Linked DNA regions of Mus musculus: region 1 is linked to region 2. Evidence: chromatin contacts called from public HiChIP or PLAC-seq data. All regions are on one chromosome and are shown on one strand. Each heading gives the region's core, a stretch centred on a gene start, on an enhancer-like site or on the middle of the called end of the contact. The rest is flanking DNA. Distances are from core to core; before and after follow the strand shown. Region 1 overlaps Evi5 (ecotropic viral integration site 5). Region 2 holds the start of 4930428O21Rik (RIKEN cDNA 4930428O21 gene).

What was found. HiChIP or PLAC-seq counts read pairs in DNA pulled down with a chosen protein or histone mark.
Region 1: a contact with region 2 is called in a BATF HiChIP or PLAC-seq map of CD8 T cells, with 67 read pairs. The contact joins the enhancer-like site here to the promoter of 4930428O21Rik in region 2. A contact is called at or near these places in 1 of 15 datasets of contacts at CTCF or cohesin (CD8 T cells), 9 of 484 Hi-C or Micro-C datasets (CD4 T cells, CD8 T cells, the G1E-ER4 cell line and 4 more) and 7 of 115 datasets of contacts at active chromatin or transcription factors (CD8 T cells, the HPC-7 cell line, the SCID.adh cell line and 4 more).

What each region holds. Positions count from the first base shown.
Region 1 is chr5:107,751,878-107,758,540 of GRCm38.p6, reverse strand. The region is part of intron 19 of Evi5 (ecotropic viral integration site 5); the gene reads left to right. Among named protein-coding and RNA genes, the nearest start is that of Gm42147, 14 kb to the right of the region's middle. Within about 2 kb of position 3,555, at least 49 of the 459 cell types and tissues checked have an H3K27ac peak or open chromatin away from gene starts, as enhancers often do. A contact at or near this core is called in CD8 T cells, T follicular helper cells, bone marrow-derived macrophages and 1 more, where this site is marked.
Region 2 is chr5:107,699,651-107,706,508 of GRCm38.p6, reverse strand. 4930428O21Rik (RIKEN cDNA 4930428O21 gene) reads left to right here and starts at 3,029. Exons shown (of 3, transcript NR_045871.1): 1 at 3,029-3,099; 2 at 3,936-4,260. RefSeq lists an enhancer at 2,119-6,858.

The DNA of each region.
Region 1 (6,663 bases), core at 2,306-4,805, 52 kb before region 2:
CTAGCTCAGGAGTCAGAGGCAGATGGAGCTCTTTGAGTGTGAGGCCAACTGGTCAACATAGTGAGTTCTAGAATAGCTAGAGCTACACAGAGAAACTCTGTCTCGACTCCCTTCCCCTAAAAAAAAATACTTCAGTAGAGTATTTGCTAAAATAATCTACAAATGGCCAATAACCACAAGAAAAAAAAGTTCAGCATCATTAACCATCAAAGAAATGCAAATCAAAACTACAGTAAGTTTCTGTTTTATACTAACCAGGAACATATAAGGATATAATTAAAATTGACAAAGATGTGGAGAAATCTGAACTCTGTACATGGTAAGTGGGAAGAGAAAATGATACAAATACTGGAAGATAATGCTTCATTTTCTCAAATTGCTAACCATACTTACCATCTTGCCTGGAAGTTCCACTTTTGTCTTTATACCCAAGAAAAATGAAATGTCTACACTGAGACATGTGCATGAATATTTATAACAATTTTTTGCAGTACCCAGAAAATAAAACCAGTCCAGATATCTGTCAGCTGATAAGTGGAGAGGTGCAGCATGTCATACAATGGAAGGGGCTAGGTAACAGAAGAATATAATACTGATGTGCACTGTAGCACAGACCAGAGTGTAAGAACTCAGTCACAGAGGGCCACACACACTCAGTGATGCCACTTACATAAGAAGCACAGAATAGGAAGATCTGTAGAGACAGCCACAGATTAGTGGTTACCTGGAGTTGAGGAGAAGGTGGCAGGCAGCCAGGGCATGGATGGCAGCTGAGAGTATGCAGTGTGTGTGTTTATTTGGGTGATGACAGTATCCTCAGATTGTGTGTGGAGATCTTTGTGCAGCTCTATGGCCATGAGAAAACCTGTTCAAACATGTGGGCTGCTGTGTCTCTGTACCCCTACCTGCTTTTTTTTCCTTTATTTTGAGACAAAGTTTCACTATGTAACCAAGGCTGGCCTCTAATTTAAATTCTCCCTCCCAAGTTCTTGGATTATAGTGTATGTGCCAGTACATCTACTGACTCAATAGCCATATTTGAAAATTGATATTATTTGCCTTTTGAAAATTCCCAGAGTTGTATGAATGGAACTTATTAAAGTGTTTAAAGGTACTTTGTACATAGATATTATTTGTACATCTTTTGAGAATGTATTCATAACTATATCAAGTATCTTGAGTGTTCTGGTACCTTGAAAAGTTCAAGACGACTGTCACTGACCTACTAAAAGAGACCATGACAATTAGCAATGAGCAGTTGTAATGTGTCAGACTCAGACTTGGATCTTGCTTTTCTGTTAACATTGTTTACCATCCCTCGTTCAGTTTTATTTGTGGCTAGTTAGGTTGTTTGTGGCTGCCTAAACAGATTAGTAGAGGACTTGCAACACTGCCAGGTGACTCCCTAGCTGTGTTAGTATGGGCAAATTTCTTGTCCCTCAGTTGCCTTGTTGGAATTAGTGGTGGAAATTGAAGTCACACCAGAAAGGCACTTCAGACAATGCCAAGGATTAATATGTCCCCGTCAAGTCAGTAGACCATAAAAGAAGTGTATGTTAAGATGATTAAGTAACTGCAATGGCATGACTTGCTGCTCTATGGTTCATGAAGCTTTTTCACTCCTTGGCGTAAACTGAGATTCTTCATAGTTTATTCCCTGCTTCTCTCCTTTTATCTCACAAGACCTAGATCCAGCCACACAAAATTCTTTTAGTTTCTCAACACGTAAAGTGCTCTCAGGCCTGTCTCTCACCATGTCACCTATACTTGAATTTCTCCTTGAACACCTGCTTATCCTTAAAGACCCGGCTCAGCCTTGTCCTTCAGCATCCTCCCTCCTGGACAGTGCCCGGCTTCTCCTGTGGACTTTTTGTGCCCTGGTGTGATACTCCAACATCAGATGCAGTCTCTTCTGCCTGACACAAGGTCTCTGATGGCAGGAGCCTTGCTTGTTTTGTTCTCCTTCAGTTTGCCAGCATCTGGTGCACTGTTTGTGGGTACACATTGGCTTGATCTGATTGATAAAAGCCCATCATATAGCTCCAGCAATTCCTGTTAACATAATTCAGTCCAGTCAGAAGAGAAAGACTTCATGAGGTCATCTTGCTAACAGTCTGAGGGTTTTTTTAATGCTTCATCTAAAGGTTAAATCAAATGAAATATTCATAGTGCTTTGATCTAGCCTTAAAAGTGCAGACTGAAACAAGTGTGAAGTGATTTATTTCCTGTGAGTGGTCATACATTTACATAGAACCTCATACATGCCTAACCTCATCGCCACTGACATTACACAGCTGTCTAAATATTGCTAATGGTTTCAATTGTGTGAAGATCCATCAGCTGCCAGGAAGAAGACCTTCAGCAGTAGTCTCTCTTTGCTTACCCACAGGACTGTGTAGAGCTTCCTTAGTGTGACAGTCTGTAGATGGCTCCCTCCCTTCTACTCTGGACGGGATCAGGTTCTCCAATTCCAAACTTTCTGCCTTTCACATGTTGGTACACAGATCTTCCCTGCTTCTGAATGTGAATTAACCATTGTTTTCAGTGTTTTTAAATGACTTACCTAATGCTGTGCTTGCTTGCTTGCTTCCTTCCTTCCTTCCTTCCTTCCTTCCTTCCTTCCTTCCTTCCTTCCTTCCTTCCTTCCTTCCTTTCTTTCTTTCTTTCTTTCTTTCTTTCTTTCTTTCTTTCTTTCTTTCTTTCTTTCTTTCAAGTTACTAGTGTTTCAGTGAAGTGTCTCAGTATTTTAACCTAGACAATTTCTTAAGTATTGCATCTTAGGATTTTGGATTTTGGCATACAGTGATTAAGAAGTCCCGATCTCCAGATGATCACTTTTATTGGTTTCCTATTTGAGTATTCTGGAAATCTTTTGGTTTGGGTGCTTGTTTCTAGTTTTAATCTCTGTTGTGTTTATAATACAGTTTTTTGGTTTGGTTTGGTTTTTTTGTTTGTTTTGTTTTGTTTTGTTTTTTGAGACAGGGTTTCTCTGTATATCCCTGGCTGTCCTGGAACTCACTCTGTAGACCAGGCTAGACTCAAATTCAGAAATCCACCTGCCTCTGCCTTCCGAGTGTTGGGAGTAAAGGCATGCGCCACCACGCCCGGCACAGTTTTTTAAAAGAAGCTGATAATTAAGAAAAATTTGGGGCCTGGCTGTATGTACGTTATAATTTACAATTCCTGTGCCTAGGAGATCAGGGTAATCCTCAGCTTGGCAGGTGAAAAAAAGAAAGAAAATATATCATGCAATTACCTATTTTCATTTGTTTTCAATTCTGAAATCTGGAAAAAGCTATTAAAGTATTAAGTATTCTATAGAGAATCCAACAAAATAGATGTGTAGAACTTAGCTGCACGTGTGACTGTCCATGTGACTATCATGCTTGATGCCCGCTTTCCTATATGAAGCATAATGTATAGCTAGTTATTGGTGTTGAGTATTGCTACACAAATGTTATTCAGCTTAAAAAGATCTGTGCTTTACAGACACTGATACACAAAGGCAAATGTACAGATGGAGCTCTGCAATCTGATATGACTCAACCTTGGAAACTTACTGCAACTGTTTGCTGCTCACATGACTCACTTCAATAGTTCAGACCTTGTCTAGGAGTGATCAAAGTTCATTTGGTTAGGGGTTTTTTTGGTATGCGGATGGCTTTTTCCACTTTGTTGTGGATTGATTGTCTTTCAAAATACCCAGTGCTCTTTCCTCATTTTTAAATCTCAGAATGTGGAACTTGTCTGGACCATGCAATCTCTGCTCACACATGGAGAAGTTAGTTTAACTTGAATAATATACATCATTATCTATAAAATGCCATATAAATGTTTTTATTAATATCTTACTAATTGTGAGAATTACTTTGTTTAGATGTCAAAATTGGAAAAATGCCATTCATGTCTCTTTAAAATCAAGTAAAAATGAACTCTAGTTCTTGATAAGTTAATGATATTCTAGAATGTGCCGTAAAAAATGCAAACACAGAGAGAACATGTTATCTCCCTTGACTCCGGGGGCACTTGCCCAGGTTACCGGATTTTCTCAGCACAGATTTCTCTGCTACTTAGTATTGGTCTCTATCTAGAAGCTTCAAAACTCTGAAATTAGGTCAATTGTTTGTTTTACAAAGAAATTTAGCATACTGTGGCTTAGTTTCTAGAGTAGACTGATGGTAGTTCTAAAATACTTACATGTACTTAAAATCTCTGCAGATTCTTCCTATTCGAAAATTTTAGTGCCAATCTTAATGTGAAATAGTTGTAGTTGTTGCTACTAGCTTTTGGTGTTTGAGTTTTCACTATCATGCAGTTAGAAACTCTGCTGCTTCCTGTCAAAGCCTAACTAAATTCATCAGACTATGAACATAACAGTTTCCTGTTTTCTTATTAACTATACAGCATTTTGTGCCTTATTCTTTGTGCGTTATAGATCTCATTACCCTCCTTTGTCAGTGCCAAATTGTTGGGGTTTCCATGCTCACAGAGAAAGCCTGAGTTCTGATTTCTCTGTGTTAGTGCAGGACTAAGGTTTTATTAATTTTTAAAGTTGTGATAAATGTGTCCAGTATCTTAAATGTTGTTTATATACATTCTTCATGTTCTTACTTCTACTCTGTTTCTTCACGCATAACATGATGAAGTAGTGCACATCAGGTAAGAAGCAGCGCCCTCCCTCCTGCCCCGCTCCCCGTGTGTTTCCGTCTGTCTGATTGCTGATATTTGCATCTAACATGGAAATGGGTGGCATGAATGTGCTCAGGGCCTGTCCAAAATTCTACCAGCTTTTTAACGTAGTTCACGTCTTACTGAATCAGAATGCTAAATTATTCAAAACTGATTTTAAAATCATCCCTGTAGTCCAAGGACTAAAGATAGAGATAAAATATATGTCTAGTAACAAATGTTTTGTGCTTTTCTGGAAAGCTTCCGTAGAATGTAAAACTCCAGCATCAGACCTGTCTATGTTCTCAACCATGGACAAGGACCTGGGTTCAGAACCCAATGACTGAATGAATAAATGAATTCTTTTGTTTTTTTGGTTGAGATAGGGTTTCATTTTATTGCCCAGGCTGGGGTTACAGGTCTGTGCCACTGCACTTGGCTAGTAAGTTGGTTTTGTTTGTTATTTTATAAGTTGGGTTGCATGTAAGCAGTGCTTTTTTTGCTTTTATCACTGTCAAGGATCAACTTGCGAGGCAGCTCTGAATCACATTTGAGTATGTGGGAGTTTTTTATATTTTTATTCTACATGTATGACTGCTCTGCCTGCATATATGTGTGCCTGCATATATGTGCATATATGTGTGACATTATGTGCATGTCTTATGGCCATGGAGGCCAAGAGAGGATGTTGGATCCCCTGAAACTGAAATTACAAATGATTATAAGCTACCATGTGGGTGCTGAGAACCAAACCCAGGACCTCTACAAGAACAGCAAGTGTTCTTAACCACTGAGCCATCTCTCCAGCCCCCTCTATTTCTTGAGACAGGGTCTCTAATGGGGCATGTCTCCACCCTCTCCTTGTGATAGGGCTGTAGCTGTGTTCCACCACATCAACTTTTAATGCATGCTAGGACATGAGCTCAGAGCCTTGCACTTGTGTAACAAGCAGTTTACCTACTGACCCATCTCTATAGGCCCCAGGGCTGTGCTTTCAGTAAAGACACGCAATGTGCCTGGTGCTGTGGTACATATTTGACTCTCAGCAGCTGAGAAGAGGAGGGAGGAAGACCAGCTTAAGATCATCTTCAGCTGCAGGCACTAGTCAGTTAAAGGACCAGGTAGTAAACATGAAGGCGAACCAGAAGTGAAATTTCCAGGCAGTGCTAAGGGTATGAACTCTTACCACCTTTCTGGCTCATAGCTTAAACATGGAAGTCAAAGTTCTTAAGAATGGTGTGACCCTTGTGCTGGATTTTATGCTTCTTAATGTACATCTTAAAGAACTGACCAGGCACCTCTGAGAGCTGTGTGCTCAGAAGTATTGTAGTTTCTTAGAATGGGGGGAGGGTGCAGGGTGTAGGAGAGAAATTTCCCATCAGGAGGATTGTTTAAGCAGATCATGGTGCATGTCTAAAAGAGGCACCACTCAACCATCAAAGATGGTGAGACTAAGAAGTATGGAGGTGAACCACCAGGTGGGAAGAAGGCTGTAAGGCTAGTCACATATTGACCAGTAAGCTTAGACTTATCTGAAAAGATTTTATAAATGTTAATATTTGTCTTAGGATTATAGGCTGTGGAATTGCTTTGTTTTCTAGCTTGCCTTTAGTTGATATGTTATTTATATAATAAGTTTATAATAAAACTAAAGGCATAATGAAGGCAGTGTTGGCAGTTACCTGGCAGCTTCTTTTTATGTAGAGCATGTCCTCACAAGAATGAAATGACTGTAAGTATACATATCTGTAGGTGTGTAGTTGTCGGTATACATATCTGTAGGTGTGTAGTTGTTGGTATACATATCTGTAGGTATGTAGTTGTCCATCCCCTCTGTTGTTTTGTCCTGCTCCTCTTAGATGTTGAATTTATACCTCTGGTAATATTTGACTGTTTCAGTTTTAAGACTGAGGAATAAGCACAGGTTCAAGCCAGGCAGGTCTCAGCAAGGGGGGAGTGGACACAAACTCTCACCCCAACCAAGAAACAACCTAA
Region 2 (6,858 bases), core at 1,780-4,279:
GGGCCCAGGCTGGATTCAGTTCCTAGTACCAAAAAGAAAGAGTGGGAACCCCATTGAGTCGAAAGTAGGAAGGGTTGCCTTAGTTACCTTTGTAAATAACATTATATTGAATTGACTTGTATGATTATGGAGGGTGGACCAACACCTGCAGTGAGGAAGCTGGAGGCCCAGGGTAGCCAGCAGGGCAGTTCCAGTGTGAGGGCTCACCACTGATGTTTCAGATATGGTATATTGGTGGGACTAAGACCCCCCTCCTAACTGACTCTATTCTGATCCTTAGTTGATAGAGCGAGGCCCATCTGTGTTAGAGAGGACATTAGACCTTTGTTTCTATAGCAACTTGAGAATTAATCTCATTTAAAGAGGCCCTCAACAGACACACCCAGAATAATGTTTGACCAACTCTCTGGGAGCCCCGTGACGTAGTCAAGTTGGCATGAAGTTGATCATCATGGCCTTCAAACTGCCAGAGTACTTGTCAGAGCAAACAGTTCGCTAGTTGCTGTAGTGCATGCCTGGAAATCTCAGAGCTTACACAATAAAGTTTATTTCTCAAACATCATGGTGGATTTGGGTTGTGTGCACACAGCTGCGTTCACATGCTTGTCATTGAGAAATCTTGACCTCTTCCTTCTTGTGGTGTTCTAGGGAATTCTGGGAGTCTCTCTTTTCTGGATTTCCTGCATTTGGCTAGCTGATAAATGAAGATAGGAAACATGTAAAGATAACATGGGAGCTCTGTCAAGACTGGGTGGTCCTTGGGTCAGTTATGCTCATAGTCGATTGGGCTGCAATGTGACACTCTGACCCCACTGCAAAGGGGGAAACAAAATGTATCCTCCTCTTGTGCTAAGAAAGAGAAAATTGAACTGGAGAACATGTATTCTCTAACCGAGCTCTAAGTGACTTTTAGAAGGTTCATCCTTTCTGGGTACGTTTCCTTTTTTTTTTTTTGTAAACTGAGGAAGATAGACCAATTGCTCTCAAGGGGACTTTCCAGATCTGACCGTCTAGTTCTGTGATTCTATCCAAACCCTGGCTGGGCCCTGGAAACACCCAGTGCAGAGATTGGCTTTTCCCAGCCTAAGCAGAAAGAACATTGAACAGAGACTGTCTCACCCCACAGGATTCTTTTGGGGTTGCATTGTAGTTTCTGGCCTGATGATGTCCTTCAACACTTTGACCCAGGGCCATAGCGTCTCCCCACTTTTCAGCGTGTGTGAATGTGTAATAATATGGCTGTGACGCGTCTTCTATTTTCTTCTCCCTTTCATGTTGTGAAGAGTGGTGATCCTGTGGGGTGCTTTCTAAGATGTGTTTTAGAGAAGGGTGTTGTAGACACCCTGATCCCAGACAAACCTGGGGAGATCACGATAGGCTGGCTTGTGTCAGAGCAACTGCATTTACAAGTTATCTTCATGTAACTCCTGATCACCTTGTTCCCAGAAATAATGACTCTGAGACTAATTATTTATTAATGAATGCTTAGGCCAATAACCTTGGCCCTGTTCCCTAAATAGCTTGTACCTCAATTATCTAGTTTGTTCTATTAAGTGTGCCACATGGCTGGTTTATTTATCTGTCTCCTCAGAGTTTCCAGGTGAATCTAGTGAGTCTGACTATTTCCCAGAATCCCTCACCCTCTCTGCCGGAACTCCCACCTCCTATTTCCTGCCTCAGCTCATTGGCCATAGGCTTTTTTTTAATTGACAGGTGATGCTCTCATACATTACGTAGAGATTCTCTCTTCACCTTTATTTTCCTGATGATTTTCTTTTATTTACTTTTTTATAACTCAAGATCATGTCTGTCTTGTTTATTACTACATCTCCAGGGTCTTTATCAGTGCAGGTCAGAAAGTAAATACTTCATGAATAAATATTACCGGGGATGGCATGTAACTCTGGTACCATGTGTATGTAGCATGTATAAGGCCCTGGGTTTAGTCTCCACTACCTCTAAAATTTACCTTAAAAGTTCACCTTAAAAGTTCAGAGCAGTTGGAATTCTGGGCATGGGTATGTTAGGAATACATGCATACATTTCTCTACTTATTAATGGTTTTCTTTTGTGTGTAGTGTGTATACATATGCTATACATGTGCACAGATGTTTGTGTGTAGGCGCCTGTGCATGTAGACATCAGAGGTCTGTGTGGACATCTTCTGTTGTTGTCCACTGAACTTCCTGAGACAAGATCTTTCACAGTAAATCAGGAGCTCATTGGTGGCTAGGCTGGCTGTAAGCCTCCATCTCTCCCCCTACACTGGCAGATGCTAACATACCCACTGCACTTTGGAGATGTCTTCTCAGCTCCACTAATGTTTTTAATCTAATCTAAGCCTACACAGCAGACAGAGGGAAGTTTAGAAGAATGAAGAGGCCAAGAGCAGCCATACTTCATGGGCTAGCCTGGGCTTAGGGTCTCAGAAAGGTTAGAAAGGTTAAAACTAAGAGTTTGGCTGCAGTTCCCTCACATCCCAGTGTCTGTGCTGTGAGTTTGAGTCCTGTGTGTATCACATTGCCAGGGCAGGAATGGGCCAGATTGCACTGGAAGGAACAGCAGTTTACTGCAGAATCAAGCAGGAAGAGTGTGGCTGGCTTGTTCTGGTCTCATGATGTGCAGGAATTAACATTTTGTTGTTGTCCTTTGTTTTGATTTGGGTCTTACGTATCCCAGGCTGTCCTCTTTCTCTCACCCCAAGTCCCAGGATTACTGGGTGTGAAGTTCAAGGTTGTATCCTCTGTTACATGAGTTTGAGGCCAGCCTGGACTACTGTTGTGTTCCCGTACCTGCCACTAACTTTATATTATCAAATAAAAAGGAGTCGGATGGCCCAAAGCTCACTGTCCCTGAAACAAAAGGTGTGATAGATCTTTCCTTAGCTGATGTTTTCAGTTTCACTATGACGTTGTCTCTTCGAAACATCTGGTTTCCTCTACTCACCAATCCTACTCTAAAGATTAAACACAACTCAGAAGCTGAATCTGCAGTGAAAAAGAAAAAAAGAGAGATTACCACATCATACACAGCAAGAGCTTCACTGCTGCAAACCAAGTATGGCTCCCACTGTCACCCAGCACTTGGGAGGCTGAGGAGGTAGAGTTTTAGGAAACCTTGGGGAAATGAAAGGCTGGAAGGCTGAGTGCTGAGTAGGCAGGCAGTGGATGGGTCACCATCATTATGCTTGCTACTGGTATCTTTTTAAATTTGAGACAGGCTTTCGTGTAGTCCAGGCTGGCCTCAAACTCATGTAACAGAGGATACAACCTTGAACTTCACACCCAGTTTATATCGCCTCACTTTAGTAACTACTATCACGTAGTAAAAATTTATACCAAGTGACACAGCAGGGATTTGAGTCCTAACTCAAATTACTGGTCTCATTCTTTAAGGTGAGTGAGCACTGATATTCTCAGTTACATTGCGATAGATTTTAACACTGATCAACTTAGGAATAAATGTCACACATTTCAATAAATCTATTCTAGTATATTCTTCCTGTCAAACAGTTCAGAGGGATATTTCAGAAATCAGCTGCTCACTGCTGATGGAATCCCAGAACCATCTGTTTATCACCTAAATTATTCTTACCTGTGTGATGGAGGTAAGGTGCACAGGATTCTCTGTGTCCTTAAAGAAATACAACTGCCTCCAACACCTGGTCCAGCAGTGTGCTGCTGTCCAGAGACAAAAACTCTACTCTCTTTATTCACTGACTTTTCTCTCTGTGTTTGTATGTGTGTGTTTGCATGTGTATGGTTGATGATTTTTTCTCTGTGTTTGTACATGTAATATGTATGTGTGTGTTTGCATGTATGTGGTTGATATGCGTCTGTATGTGCATACATGTGAAGGCTAGAGGTTGATTTCATGTGTCTTTCTTAATCACTCTGACCTTATATAGTGAAACAGGGTCTCTCACTTGAACCTAGAGCCCACGGATTTGGCAAGTCTGGATAGCCAGCTTGTCCCTGGGATCCTCTGCTCCTCCCGCCTGAGATCTAGCACGGCAAGTGGACTGCCACATCTGCCTGTGGACCTCCACCACATCTGCCTGTGGACCACCACCACATCTGCCTGTGGACCACCACATCTGCCTGTGGACTACTACATCTTCCTATGGACCTCCACCACATCTGCCTGTGGACCACCACATCTGCCTGTGGACCACCACCACATCTGCCTGTGGACCACTACATCTGCCTATGGACCTCCACCACATCTGCCTGTGGACCACTACATCTGTCTGGATTTTATGTGAGTTCTGGGGATCCAAACTCTGGCTCTCGTACCTCAGCCCCTAATCCCTGATTCTTAAACCAGAAATGCAAATGTGTTTTCTTACTGACTGGGGAGTAGGATTATGCATCACACTCCTGACAGCAGTCTCTGTCAGAGAGTGATTTTTAAAATATTTTGTGTGTGTGTGTGTGTGTGTGTGTGTGTGTAGCTCCCTCCCTTTAATATCTGTTTCTAGACTTACATAGACATTTTTTTTTTAATTTTATTTTTCGTCTTTTGGAGACAAGGTCTCATGTAGCTTGGTCTGGCCTTGAATTTTCCACTGTAGCTGAATGATTTTGAATTACGGCTCCTCCTGTCTTTATCTCCCCGGTACTGGGATCACAGGTGTGCGTCACCGTGCCGAGCAGATGTGCTTTTGATTTCAGAGCCCTTGCTATATGTGAAAGAATAGGTGTCATGAAGCTATAGGCCGTGAGTATGCTAATAACATTGAGCAACCCTGGCATCTTGAGCTTAAAAACTGGAGTTTTATTAGGTCTGAAGAGCTGGATCAACAGCTGAGTGCTTCCTGCTATTCCAGGGCGTCTGAGTTATGTTCCCGGTACCATGTTGGGCAGCTCAAAGCTCAAGCCTGTAAGTCCAGCTCCAGGGGATCCGATGCCCTTGGTCTACTGAGTGCTGGCACTCAGGCACACAAACCCACACATAGATACATAATTAAAACCTAAAAACAAGACAACTAGAATTTTATCACTGCCCTTTCTTTCTTTCTTTCTTTCTTTCTTTCTTTCTTTCTTTCTTTCTTTCTTTATTTTTTTCTTTCTTTCTGTCTGTCTATCTGTCTGTACATGTCTGCCCTGACCTTGAAGCCTCATGATTTCTTTATTTGTATTATTGTTATTGTTATTACTACTACTTATTTGCTATGTCTGGAAAGACCTGAAATGTCTTGTAGCAACAACAGAGTAATCGGTTTTGTCTCTCACCCCGCGCTGGGGATGAAAAGCAGCGCCGACCTCCATGACAGCGCCCTCCTTCCCAAGCTCTCGCTTTTGTACAACTGAAATATCAGTACATTGTTACTTCTCTATTTAGAGATTATGTGGTTTCAGTTTTCATGGTGTCCTTGTGGGTTTTTCTGTTTTGCTTGTCCTAAAAATGCCTCTCTTATCATTCCTCCACATAGTCACCACCTTAAGCGCCCTGTTAGCGTATCTCCAGTGGAGTGCGGTTTGATTGTTGACACCTGTTGTCCTTGGGCTGTTCTGAGAAAGCTTAATCAGGCTGTACAAAGAAAGAACATATACCTCTGTGCACCTACCATGTGCACAGGAGTTGCCAGTGTCCTTATGTTTGCACTGTAGATGGGACACTGGAACGCAGGGCTGCTACTTGGTAGTGCTCTGCTTGTGTCAGATAGTCAGTTCTAGATGTCTGGCCCTCTTCCTCCTGATCCTGAGGGAATGGTAATTCCTATTCACAGGGCCATTGTGGGTCTTAGGGAGACATCTTTAAATTTCAGGGGACATTACTATAACTACTAGACTTGTTATTTGTATTTTTAAAATGCACACACATGTATAAGTTAGTGTGTGTGTGTGTGAGGGTGCATGTGTGTGCATGTGGAATCCAGAGGGCTGATGTCATCTTCAAAGATCGTGCTAACATCCTTCAAGGCAGGGTGTCTCATTGACCCACCCAGTGAGTACCAGGGGCCTCCGTCTCTGCCTCTGAGCATCTAGATTACAGAAGCTCATCACTAGGCCTCACATATGCACCTAGATTCTGGGGACTGAGCTTGGGTCCCATGCCTGCAAGGCAAACATCTTATCTATGGAGTTACCTCACCAGCTCTATTTGCATTATTCTCTGATCATATAGCTCTCTCTGTTCTTAAGCATTCTCATACTCTGACTTGGGTATTTGCCCCTTTCCTACCTTCAAATCTTCTTAAAATAAAATAAAATAAAATAAAATAAAATAAAATAAGGAGACAAAGACATGACTCTGGAAATGAAGGCCTGGAAGATTCCCAGCACACAAACTCAGTCACAGCGTCATGACACAATATCTTTAGGGGATCCAACTTATCAGAAAAGTTGCAACCTATGGCCAGCAAGGAGTTTCTAGTTTTTTTGGTTTTTTTTTTGGTTTGGTTTTTTTGAGACAGGGTTTCTCTGTAGCCCTGGATGTCCTGGAACTCACTTTGTAGACCAGGCTGGCCTCAAACTCAGAAATCCGCCTGCCTCTGCCTCCCAAGTGCTGGGATTAAAGGCGTGCACCACCACGCCCGGCTAAGTTTCTAGTTTTTAACTTATTTATTTATTATCTATTTTGTGCCCCCTTCATGTACCTGTGTATGTGAGTGTGTGTGCATGTGTGCATATGCCACATTACAAAATGTGGAGGTCAGAGGACAATTTATAGAACTCAGTTCTTTCCTTCCACTATGTGGGTTCTGAGAGTCAAGCACAGGTTATCAGGCTCAGCAGTTCCTTTATCCACTGAACCATCTTTCTAAGGCCCAGTTGTTGTTGTTGTCTGTGTGTGTGTGTTAATAAATTGACTCAGAGTTTTGCTGTTTAGTCCAGGTTGACCTGGAAGTCACAG